Linked DNA regions of Mus musculus: region 1 is linked to region 2. Evidence: chromatin contacts called from public Hi-C data. All regions are on one chromosome and are shown on one strand. The core of a region is the stretch at or near the end of the contact, and the rest is flanking DNA. Distances in the headings are between cores, read along the strand shown.

Evidence for each region. A called contact is a pair of places that touch in the nucleus more often than the background predicts.
Region 1: a Hi-C map of B cells shows a contact between it and region 2, with 7 read pairs. The contact joins the promoter of Tnf here to the enhancer-like site in region 2. A contact is called at or near these places in 3 of 39 promoter capture datasets (liver and pre-B cells), 1 of 484 Hi-C or Micro-C datasets (B cells), 1 of 115 datasets of contacts at active chromatin or transcription factors (pancreatic cancer cells) and 1 of 9 other capture datasets (embryonic stem cells).

The regions. Positions count from the first base shown.
Region 1 is chr17:35,198,303-35,203,752 of GRCm38.p6, reverse strand. Tnf (tumor necrosis factor) reads left to right here and starts at 1,746. Exons shown (of 4, transcript NM_013693.3): 1 at 1,746-2,098; 2 at 2,615-2,669; 3 at 2,848-2,895; 4 at 3,190-4,386. The coding sequence starts at 1,913. The coding sequence ends at 3,608. Lta (lymphotoxin A) reads left to right here. Exons shown (of 4, transcript NM_010735.2): 4 at 1-588. The coding sequence ends at 16.
Region 2 is chr17:34,076,829-34,082,829 of GRCm38.p6, reverse strand. No RefSeq gene overlaps it. Among named protein-coding and RNA genes, the nearest start is that of H2-Oa, 13 kb to the left of the region's middle. Within about 2 kb of position 3,064, at least 106 of the 459 cell types and tissues checked have an H3K27ac peak or open chromatin away from gene starts, as enhancers often do. A contact at or near this core is called in B cells, where this site is marked.

The DNA of each region.
Region 1 (5,450 bases), core at 497-2,996, 1.1 Mb before region 2:
AGCCTTTGCACTGTAGATTCTAAAGAAACCCAAGAATTGGATTCCAGGCCTCCATCCTGACCGTTGTTTCAAGGGTCACATCCCCACAGTCTCCAGCCTTCCCCACTAAAATAACCTGGAGCTCTCACGGGAGTCTGAGACACTTCAGGGGACTACATCTTCCCCAGGGCCACTCCAGATGCTCAGGGGACGACTCAAGCCTACCTAGAAGTTCCTGCACAGAGCAGGGTTTTTGTGGGTCTAGGTCGGACAGAGACCTGGACATGAAGGAGGGACAGACATGGGAGAGGTGGCTGGGAACAGGGGAAGGTTGACTATTTATGGAGAGAAAAGTTAAGTTATTTATTTATAGAGAATAGAAAGAGGGGAAAAATAGAAAGCCGTCAGATGACAACTAGGTCCCAGACACAAAGGTGTCTCACCTCAGACAGGACCCATCTAAGAGAGAGATGGCGAGAGAATTAGATGTGGGTGACCAAGGGGTTCTAGAAGAAAGCACGAAGCTCTAAAAGCCAGCCACTGCTTGGCTAGACATCCACAGGGACCCCCTGCACCATCTGTGAAACCCAATAAACCTCTTTTCTCTGAGATTCTGTCTGCTTGTGTCTGTCTTGCGTTGGGGGAGAAACTTCCTGGTCTCTTTAAGGAGTGGAGCAGGGGACAGAGGCCTCAGTTGGTCCATGGGATCCGGGCAGAGCAAAGAGACATGAGGAGCAGGCAGCTCCCAGAGACATGGTGGATTCACGGGAGTGAGGCAGCTTAACTGCCGGAGGAGACCCAAAGGATGAGCTAGGGAGATCCATCCAAGGGTGGAGAGAGATGAGGGTTCTGGGGAGAAGTGACTCCACTGGAGGGTGGGAGAGTGTTTAGGAGTGGGAGGGTGGGGGAGGGGAATCCTTGGAAGACCGGGGAGTCATACGGATTGGGAGAAATCCTGGAAGCAGGGCTGTGGGACCTAAATGTCTGAGTTGATGTACCGCAGTCAAGATATGGCAGAGGCTCCGTGGAAAACTCACTTGGGAGCAGGGACCCAAAGCAGCAGCCTGAGCTCATGATCAGAGTGAAAGGAGAAGGCTTGTGAGGTCCGTGAATTCCCAGGGCTGAGTTCATTCCCTCTGGGGCTGCCCCATACTCATCCCATTACCCCCCCCACCAGCCCTCCCAAAGCCCATGCACACTTCCCAACTCTCAAGCTGCTCTGCCTTCAGCCACTTCCTCCAAGAACTCAAACAGGGGGCTTTCCCTCCTCAATATCATGTCTCCCCCCTTATGCACCCAGCTTTCAGAAGCACCCCCCCATGCTAAGTTCTCCCCCATGGATGTCCCATTTAGAAATCAAAAGGAAATAGACACAGGCATGGTCTTTCTACAAAGAAACAGACAATGATTAGCTCTGGAGGACAGAGAAGAAATGGGTTTCAGTTCTCAGGGTCCTATACAACACACACACACACACACACACACACACACACACACACACACCCTCCTGATTGGCCCCAGATTGCCACAGAATCCTGGTGGGGACGACGGGGAGGAGATTCCTTGATGCCTGGGTGTCCCCAACTTTCCAAACCCTCTGCCCCCGCGATGGAGAAGAAACCGAGACAGAGGTGTAGGGCCACTACCGCTTCCTCCACATGAGATCATGGTTTTCTCCACCAAGGAAGTTTTCCGAGGGTTGAATGAGAGCTTTTCCCCGCCCTCTTCCCCAAGGGCTATAAAGGCGGCCGTCTGCACAGCCAGCCAGCAGAAGCTCCCTCAGCGAGGACAGCAAGGGACTAGCCAGGAGGGAGAACAGAAACTCCAGAACATCTTGGAAATAGCTCCCAGAAAAGCAAGCAGCCAACCAGGCAGGTTCTGTCCCTTTCACTCACTGGCCCAAGGCGCCACATCTCCCTCCAGAAAAGACACCATGAGCACAGAAAGCATGATCCGCGACGTGGAACTGGCAGAAGAGGCACTCCCCCAAAAGATGGGGGGCTTCCAGAACTCCAGGCGGTGCCTATGTCTCAGCCTCTTCTCATTCCTGCTTGTGGCAGGGGCCACCACGCTCTTCTGTCTACTGAACTTCGGGGTGATCGGTCCCCAAAGGGATGAGGTGAGTGTCTGGGCAACCCTTATTCTCGCTCACAAGCAAAACGGGTTAGGAGGGCAAGAAGGACAGTGTGAGGGAAAGAAGTGGGCTAATGGGCAGGGCAAGGTGGAGGAGAGTGTGGAGGGGACAGAGTCAGGACCTCGGACCCATGCGTCCAGCTGACTAAACATCCTTCGTCGGATGCACAGAGAGATGAATGAACGAACAAGTGTGTTCACACGTGGAGAGATCTGGAAAGATGTGGCCAGGGGAAGAGGGGATAAGCAAGAGATAAAACTCAGAGACAGAAATGAGAGAGGCATGAGAGATAAGGAGGAAGATGAAGGGGAGATAACGGGAGATCAAGCACAGAGGGCACCGCAGAAAGAAGCCGTGGGTTGGACAGATGAATGAATGAAGAAGAAAAACACAAAGCTGGGGGGTGGGGTGGGGCAAAGAGGAACTGTAAGCGGGGCAATCAGCCGGGAGGCTTCTCCTTTGGGGTGAGTCTGTCTTAACTAACCTCCTTTTCCTACACAGAAGTTCCCAAATGGCCTCCCTCTCATCAGTTCTATGGCCCAGACCCTCACACTCAGTAAGTGTTCCCACACCTCTCTCTTAATTTAAGATGGAGGAAGGGCAGTTAGGCATGGGATGAGATGGGGTGGGGGGAGAACTTAAAGCTTTGGTTTGGGAGGAAAGGGGTCTAAGTGCATAGATGCTTGCTGGGAAGCCTAAAAGGCTCATCCTTGCCTTTGTCTCTTCCCCTCCAGGATCATCTTCTCAAAATTCGAGTGACAAGCCTGTAGCCCACGTCGTAGGTAAGATTTCTTTACATGTGCCTTGAGAATGAAGGGGCATGATTTTGGGGGGCGGGTTGAGGGGTGTCGAGCCAGGCTGAGAAAAGACAGAGCTCTTAGAGACAGCACGTGAGAGTCAGAGCAGTGACTCAAAAGCAAGGCATCAGGGGGCCACCCGGGACCTCATAGCCAATGGGATGTGGAAAGACAGAGGGTGCAGGAACCGGAAGTGAAGTGTGGGTAGCTGCTGAGGCTCAGGATGTGGAGTGTGAACTAAGAGGGTGACACTGACTCAATCCTCCCCCCCCCCCTCAGCAAACCACCAAGTGGAGGAGCAGCTGGAGTGGCTGAGCCAGCGCGCCAACGCCCTCCTGGCCAACGGCATGGATCTCAAAGACAACCAACTAGTGGTGCCAGCCGATGGGTTGTACCTTGTCTACTCCCAGGTTCTCTTCAAGGGACAAGGCTGCCCCGACTACGTGCTCCTCACCCACACCGTCAGCCGATTTGCTATCTCATACCAGGAGAAAGTCAACCTCCTCTCTGCCGTCAAGAGCCCCTGCCCCAAGGACACCCCTGAGGGGGCTGAGCTCAAACCCTGGTATGAGCCCATATACCTGGGAGGAGTCTTCCAGCTGGAGAAGGGGGACCAACTCAGCGCTGAGGTCAATCTGCCCAAGTACTTAGACTTTGCGGAGTCCGGGCAGGTCTACTTTGGAGTCATTGCTCTGTGAAGGGAATGGGTGTTCATCCATTCTCTACCCAGCCCCCACTCTGACCCCTTTACTCTGACCCCTTTATTGTCTACTCCTCAGAGCCCCCAGTCTGTATCCTTCTAACTTAGAAAGGGGATTATGGCTCAGGGTCCAACTCTGTGCTCAGAGCTTTCAACAACTACTCAGAAACACAAGATGCTGGGACAGTGACCTGGACTGTGGGCCTCTCATGCACCACCATCAAGGACTCAAATGGGCTTTCCGAATTCACTGGAGCCTCGAATGTCCATTCCTGAGTTCTGCAAAGGGAGAGTGGTCAGGTTGCCTCTGTCTCAGAATGAGGCTGGATAAGATCTCAGGCCTTCCTACCTTCAGACCTTTCCAGATTCTTCCCTGAGGTGCAATGCACAGCCTTCCTCACAGAGCCAGCCCCCCTCTATTTATATTTGCACTTATTATTTATTATTTATTTATTATTTATTTATTTGCTTATGAATGTATTTATTTGGAAGGCCGGGGTGTCCTGGAGGACCCAGTGTGGGAAGCTGTCTTCAGACAGACATGTTTTCTGTGAAAACGGAGCTGAGCTGTCCCCACCTGGCCTCTCTACCTTGTTGCCTCCTCTTTTGCTTATGTTTAAAACAAAATATTTATCTAACCCAATTGTCTTAATAACGCTGATTTGGTGACCAGGCTGTCGCTACATCACTGAACCTCTGCTCCCCACGGGAGCCGTGACTGTAATCGCCCTACGGGTCATTGAGAGAAATAAAGATCGCTTGGAAAAGAAATGTGATTTCTGTCTTGGGATGAAGTCTGCATCCATCTCTTTGCGGAGGCCTAAAGTCTCTGGGTCCAGATCTCAGTCTTTATACCCCTGGGCCATTAAGACCCCCAAGACCCCCGTGGAACAAAAGGCAGCCAACATCCCTACCTCTCCCCCGGAAACAGGAGCCTAACCCTAATTACCTTTGCCCTGGGGCATGGGAATTTCCCACTCTGGGAATTCCAATACCTGCTGGGAAAGTACTGCAGTTCTTTCCGGCTGTTGTGGCTCCCATGGAGCTGGGGAGGAGCCACATTCTCAGGCACCTGAATCACAGCCAAGGAAGAGCCGCAGAGCTTCAGGTGTCTAACTGCGCACCCTGCACCATTCAACCTGCCTCTGAACAGACAGAGCGGGCATGGTCCACGGAGAGGAGACCTAAGCTCTATCCCTGCTCCATGCTGGGCTGGGCTCAGCCAGCTCTGCCTTTCGGTCACCAGCCCCTTTATTTTTCCAAACCTCTGAAGATGAGTGAAATAGTTTTTAAAAAGACACAGGGCTGAAAATGTGACTCTGTGGAGCATGTTGGGGTGAGGGTGGATGCTCAGTGTATGGGATACCCTGAATTCAAAACCCAAAGCAACACAACAAAGAAGGAGCCATTGCTGGCTTTGGTTTTCCAGTGTTTCAGACAAATGATGAATGTATTGAGGTGGGTGGATTGGAAAGAGAAAAACACCTTGTTTAAATGCTTTGTTGTTGTTGTTGGTTTTTAAATTACTTAATCACATATGCAGGCTTGGATTTGATCCCAACACCAATAATAATAATAATAATAATAATAATAATAATAATTTATTGTTGTTGTTATTCAATAGTACTTGCTGAAGCAGGCAAGGCCGACTTTATTCAGAATTAGTTATTGGTGCAGAGACTTGTTGTAGAGTGTTCAATGAGAGCAAGTGGGTCTTAAGAGCCCCAGCAGGGTGGGCGTTAGGGGGATGGCAAATGACTAAGAGGAAAGAAAAATCCGGGGTAGGGGGACTTTGTCTAAACAGATCAGACAAGACGCCTGTTGAGACAGGCCAGGTGAG
Region 2 (6,001 bases), core at 1,815-4,314:
GTGGGCGGGGGTTTATCCAGCATCCATGGAGACCTATGTTCACTCCCAGTGCTCACACACACACACACACACACACACACACACACACACACACTCTCTCTCTCTCTCTAAGTGGTAGTTAACTTTCATATTTACACGAATATGTGTTTATTAAGGTATTCACTACAAGGCAAGATTTAAAACAATGCAAGCAGCCATCAACACGGTTTTAGGTACCTCTGCTTCTCGCCAGTTTTGTCTGTCTCCTTGACCCTTCTGTCTACTCCTGGACTCCTGCCTTAAACTCTTTGTGGGCTGTGCTGGTCAGGGCTTGTTTTTTGTTTATTTGTTTGTTTGTTGATTTATTTATTTATTTATTTTGAGACAGGGTTGATCTGTAATAGCTCAGGCTGTCCTGCAACTCACTCTGTAGACCAGGCTGGCCTCAGACCCTCAGACTTACAGAGATCCATCTTCCTCTGCCTCCCAAATGCTGGGATGAAAGGCGTGCGCCATCATCGCCCCGCTATGTGCTGGTTAGTGTTAATCATCAACTTGGTATAACCTAGCACAACCTGGGAAGAGAACCTTAATGAGGAATTATCTAGATGCCAGCACTCGGGAGGCAGAGGCAGGCAGATCTCTATGACTTGAGGCCAGCCTGGTCTGCATCGAGAGTTTCAGGCTGCACAGGGCTACACAGGGAGACCCTCTTTCAGAAAAAGAGAAACAGAGAAATAGTTATGGAAGTAGCAAGTGTTGCGTGGCAGCGCAGGGTCCTAAGAGGCCGTTAGTGAAGATGAAGCCTCAGCTGCACTGAACCCTAGGATATTGTCAATACCAGGACCATGTGACTCCTGCCAAGGAGAGCCCCAGATGTAGAGTGGAGCTGACCTAAGAGGAAACTTGTGTGTGCTGTGGATGGCAGAGCTGGAAGCTGGAACTATTCAAGCCCTTTGGGGCCCAGAAGATTATGAGTTAGTCTAAAACTCCAGATACAATGCTACGGGACTTGGGTTTGTACTGCTGGACTTTGGTTTTGCTTTGGAGTGGTTGTTTTTATGCTCCAGTTTTTCCTTTTGGGAATAAATATGCTTAGTATGTAACTTTATTTTTTATATATTTTATATTTTATAGCACCTACCAGTTAAGAGAGTTTGAACTTTTGAAGTATTGGGGTTTTTAAAGACTTTGGACTAAATTTTATATTAACATAGACTTTTAGGACAAGGGTGGAAGGCTATGCATATGCACTCATGGAATGTGTTTATATGTCAAGTTGACAAGGCATGGGTTATACTGGTTAATCTCACCCATCAAGTTGACACAATCTAGATCACTCAGGACAAGAGCCTTAATGAGGATTGTCTAGGCTAGTTAGCCTCTGTGAATGTCTATGGGGATTGACTTGTTAACTGATGTAGGGAGACCCAGTCCACTGTGGGCGGCACCATTCCTTAGGCATGGAGAAAGTGCCCAGGCAAGACAGCATATACCTCTAATCCCAGCACTCAGAAAGTGGAGGCAGGCAGATCATCTATCAATCTAAGGCCAGCCTGGTCTACATAGAGAGCTCTAGGTCAACAGGGACTATGCAATAAGATCCTGTCCAAAAACAAACAAACAAACAAACAAACAAACAAACACAATCACCACCACCCCGAAAAAAGAGAAGAAAACAATCTGAGAGGAAACAACTAAGGATGTGTTTATTCTTTGGTTTTTGTTTGTCTGTGTGTTCTGTTTCATTTTGAGGCAAGTTCTTACCGTATACCCCTGGCTTCCCCAGACTCACTCACTATGTAGACCAGGCTGGCCTTGAACTCACAGAAGGTCTTCCGGGTTCTGCCTCCTGACTGCTTACTCTTTGTTCTTGCCTGAGGATGTGATTGGTGTAGCTGACCCATTGAGTTCCTGCCTGACTTCTTTGAAATGATGGACCTATAGCTTGCACCTGTGCACCAAATACCCTGTTTCCTCCCTAAATTGCTTTTCATTCGGGTATTTTCACAACAGCAGAGAAACTAGAGCCAGGTGTATTTGTTACAAAGCCTAGTTTTGTTGGTTGGTTTAATTGTGCGTTTGTGTCGGAGGCTTGCCTTGAACTCCCAAACCTCAAGCCTCAACCAGGATTATAGGTGTGCACCATCACACCAGCCTGTGCTGTGAATTCTAATCCTTCCCATCTCTGCATCTTTGGATGGGTGCTTGGTGCTTGGTGCTTCCTGATATCAGCAGGAGGAGACAGAGCACCATCACAGCTTATAATCTCAAGTGTGGTCTTTGTGGCCATCCAAAGTCCACAGCACTCCCTGTAGTAAGAGCTGCTTGGCTCACTGGGGAATCTGACTCACAACAACAAATCGAGACACTCTGTTTTGAGGGAAGAAGGCATGAAGAAGGCATGGTGATCCTAGGAAGGTCATAAGATCCTGGGAGGCAGGCTCTGGTGCTCTGCTAGGTCCCAAACACAGCTCCATAGAGGCAGCCACATAGAGCGGGATGGGGTCCTGGCGGGCGGGGTTCAGCTGTAAGGTCTACATGTACAGAGTCAGTCTGTGCTCAGAGTTGTGGATGAATTCGAACCTTGAGTCCTGACTAGGTGAACTACTTTAGAACAATCTTTTTAGCTTCAATGTTTTTGTCTCTCAGAAAAAGGCAAAACTATTTTCACAGATGGTTCCTGTGATGTGTAAAATGATGGTTGTGGCTGCTGTCCTTTTAGATTCCTTTATTTTTTATTTTATATTGAGTGTTTGCCTGCATAAGTATAAGTGCATGTGTGCAGTGCCTACAGAGGCCAGAAGAGAAAATCAGATTCCCTGGAGCTGGAGTTACAGATTGTGAGCGGCCATGTGGTTGCTGGGGATCATGGAAGCAGTGCGGGACATCCAGTCAGTGTTTCCTCTGTTGGCAGTCAATGGGAGTGGGCCAGGCCGTTCCCTATTGGATGGTGCCCTGTGGTCCTGTCTCCCACGAACCCCTCCTCCTTTCTATCCAGTCATCTCATCTGTATCACTAGGTTGTCAGTCCTCTTACCATCATCAGCCCAGTAACTGATGACTCATAGGAAGCTCAAGCCTCATTGGTTTTTTCCTCAGCCTCTGTCCAATGGGATCATAGCAGACAACTTCAGTCATAGGCGCTGCTGTTCATTCAGGAGTTCAACTTAAGGAGTCCACCATCCCCTGACCTTTGCTTTTCTCACTTCAGCTACCCTTCCAGCTCCATGATGGTCCCATGGGTCCCTATGGTCCCCTGGACAGCAGCTTTGATGGTGTTGCTGAGCCAGAGAGACCCAAGGTGGGGCCACTCCAGGTAAGAGCGGGTACTCTGAAGAGCCTGGCTCAGGACTTTCCTCTTATAGGACCACACTTCTAGAAACAGTCGGGCTTCTCCCACAGCTAGAAAAGCAGGCTCATACCCGCATTGCTTTTTTTTTTTTTTTTTTTTCAGCCAGTTTTTCCCAGTCCCGGAAATATAGAAACCGTGAACCCAGCAGAAATGCTAAGGGGTCTGCGTGCCACATTCTGTGGACAACGGGCCTGGAGTTCTAGAATAAGTTTGCAGGGCAAAGTTTACAGAGCGGTCAGAAGGCTCAGCCTCCTGGGTTTCTCTACCTCTCCATCACAGCCTTGAGGGGACTCAGGTCACGTGACAGACTCAGCTTTAAGAGAATGGCTTCTGCTCACCCAGGGTGGGGTAGAAGCCTTGTGCCTTTTTCGGTGACATCGGATGCACGGTGAGCCAGGAGCCCGTACCTTTTGCACATTGGGTGCACTTGCCAAGGAGGGAGAAAGAACTTGTCCTTGATGATCACAGAAGGCTGCGAGACCCAACTAAGGGACAGCTCAGCTGTGGGAACTGTACCTTCAAGGTCCAGGGGATCAGAAACAGATGGCGCCAGGGACAGGCTTAGCGGTGTATCTGGGACACTGAGTGACCGCAACAGGTGAGGGAGACCCCCACAGTTCAGTTTTGCCTCCTTCATGGATAACTTCCGCTTACAAAAATTAAGTGTTGCCAAAGGAAGGTCTCAAAATTGTTTTCCTTGCTTGTACAAACACGAACTATTGACAAGGGAGGAGAAATAAGAACTAATAATTAAAATGACAAGATTCATATGTGGAGGCAAGGAGAGGCAGGTGGGGAAGAGGGAGAGAGAGAATGTTCACGGGAGGGGGTCGGGACCTGGGCACAGGGCTGAGTGAGACACAGTGTGGGTTGACTGCTACAGAACCCCAAGGCCTTCCCACACAACCCTTGTCCTCCGCCCCAGCCAGGCAGGGCCTCCTGAGCACACCAGGATGGGCCAGTTGTTCTGGGGTTACTATGGTGACAGAGGGAACCATCAGAACACCCCATAGTCATCTCTTCCTGCACCTGCACCCCAGGTTGTGTGCTCCTCCATCTCAGGAGGGCTTCCCAACATCTGTAGCTACAGTAACCAGGGCAGATTTGTCTGGAGCTGGGCTCCTGTCTCTGGCTTTAGCTCCTCCCAGCTTTAGCTCCACCCCCACCCCACCCCCTGACATGGTAGAAAAGTTAATTAATCTTACGTCAAATGCACTGGGAGCCCCAGCAGTGTGTTAATACTGAGGCCTCAGAAGCTATGCGACGAAGAAGACTTGGCCCTTTAACTTTTTTTTGTTTGTTTGTTTTGTTTTGTTTTGGTTTTGGTTTTTTCGAGACAGGGTTTCTCTGCGTAGCTCTGGCTGTCCTGGAACTCACTTTGTAGACCAGGCTGGCCTCGAACTCAGAAATCCGCCTGCCTCTGCCTCCCAAGTGCTGGGATTAAAGGCGTGCGCCACCACGCCCTGCCCCTTTAACTTTTAATATCCTCTTTGTCTTAAGATGAGTCCAGGCTGGCCTCCAGCTCTCCACAATGCCCCTGCCTCAGCCTCTCAATTGCTCTCCACAGCAAAGCTTAATATCCTTTTATGTGAAACAATAGATTATATAGTTTAATGTGTTTATTACCTGCAATGCTGGGAATGGAACCCAACCAAGGCTTCAAGCCTCCCTCGCCAAGCTGCTCCCAGCCCCAGGCTTCTAGTTTTAAAACGCATTAATAAACCGGCCTAGAGCGCCCTCTTGTGGTACAAACAACACCTGCCGTTTTATCTTCGGATTCGCTTGCCTGATCAGGACGGGCTATGTTGAAACTGGTTGTTGGACTGGAAAAGGGGCAGGATATGCTTTAAAATGCTAATTTTCAGGGAGTGAAACAAGAAAACCGTCATCACTGGTAAGAAGAGACAGACCCACAGAGGCTCCCACCTCTCTTTTGTAACAACTACCCAGCCAGTGCTTCTAGGAACGAGGGAGCCCACTAGGGCTTCACTGAGGTGATTTTCAGTGATTAAGGTTCAGAGCAGTGCCTTCCCGAACCCCATTAGACCAGGTTGTCCCAAGATTTGCAGTAATCCTCCTGCCTCTGCATCCTTAGCCCTGGGATTTCAGATGAGAGCTGGCATTCTACATTATTTCTAAGGGAATTTATTATGTTCTGTATTATTTTGTGTGAAGGAATGTTTTGCCTGCATGTTCGTATGTGGACCATAGGTACTCCTGGGACCCACAAAGGTCAGAAGAGGGTATTGAATCCTTGGAACTGGACTTACAGGTGGTTGTGAGCAACCCTATGGGTGCTAGGAACTGAACCCAAGTCCTCTGTAAGATCAGCAAGTGCTCTTAACTGCTGGTCCTCCTCTCCAGACGCTAGTTAACTTTTTAAACTATCATGCCAAGTGGTGAGTTTCATCATGAGTTTCTACATATGTAGTCCACACCTTTTAAGACTAAGTCTTTCCACATGGATACTTGAAGATGAAATAGCGAATTAACTTTTACATTAGGGTTTATGGGTTTATTTCACATTCCCGGCACATGGGACAGGACATACAGTGTGTAGTACAGCATGCAGGAGTATTAAAGATGTTGGTTCAGAAAGGAAAGCACCTTGGTGTGAGGAGGTGACGTTTGAGGTCTCCAAGTGGACTGGCTCAGACTCCATAGATAC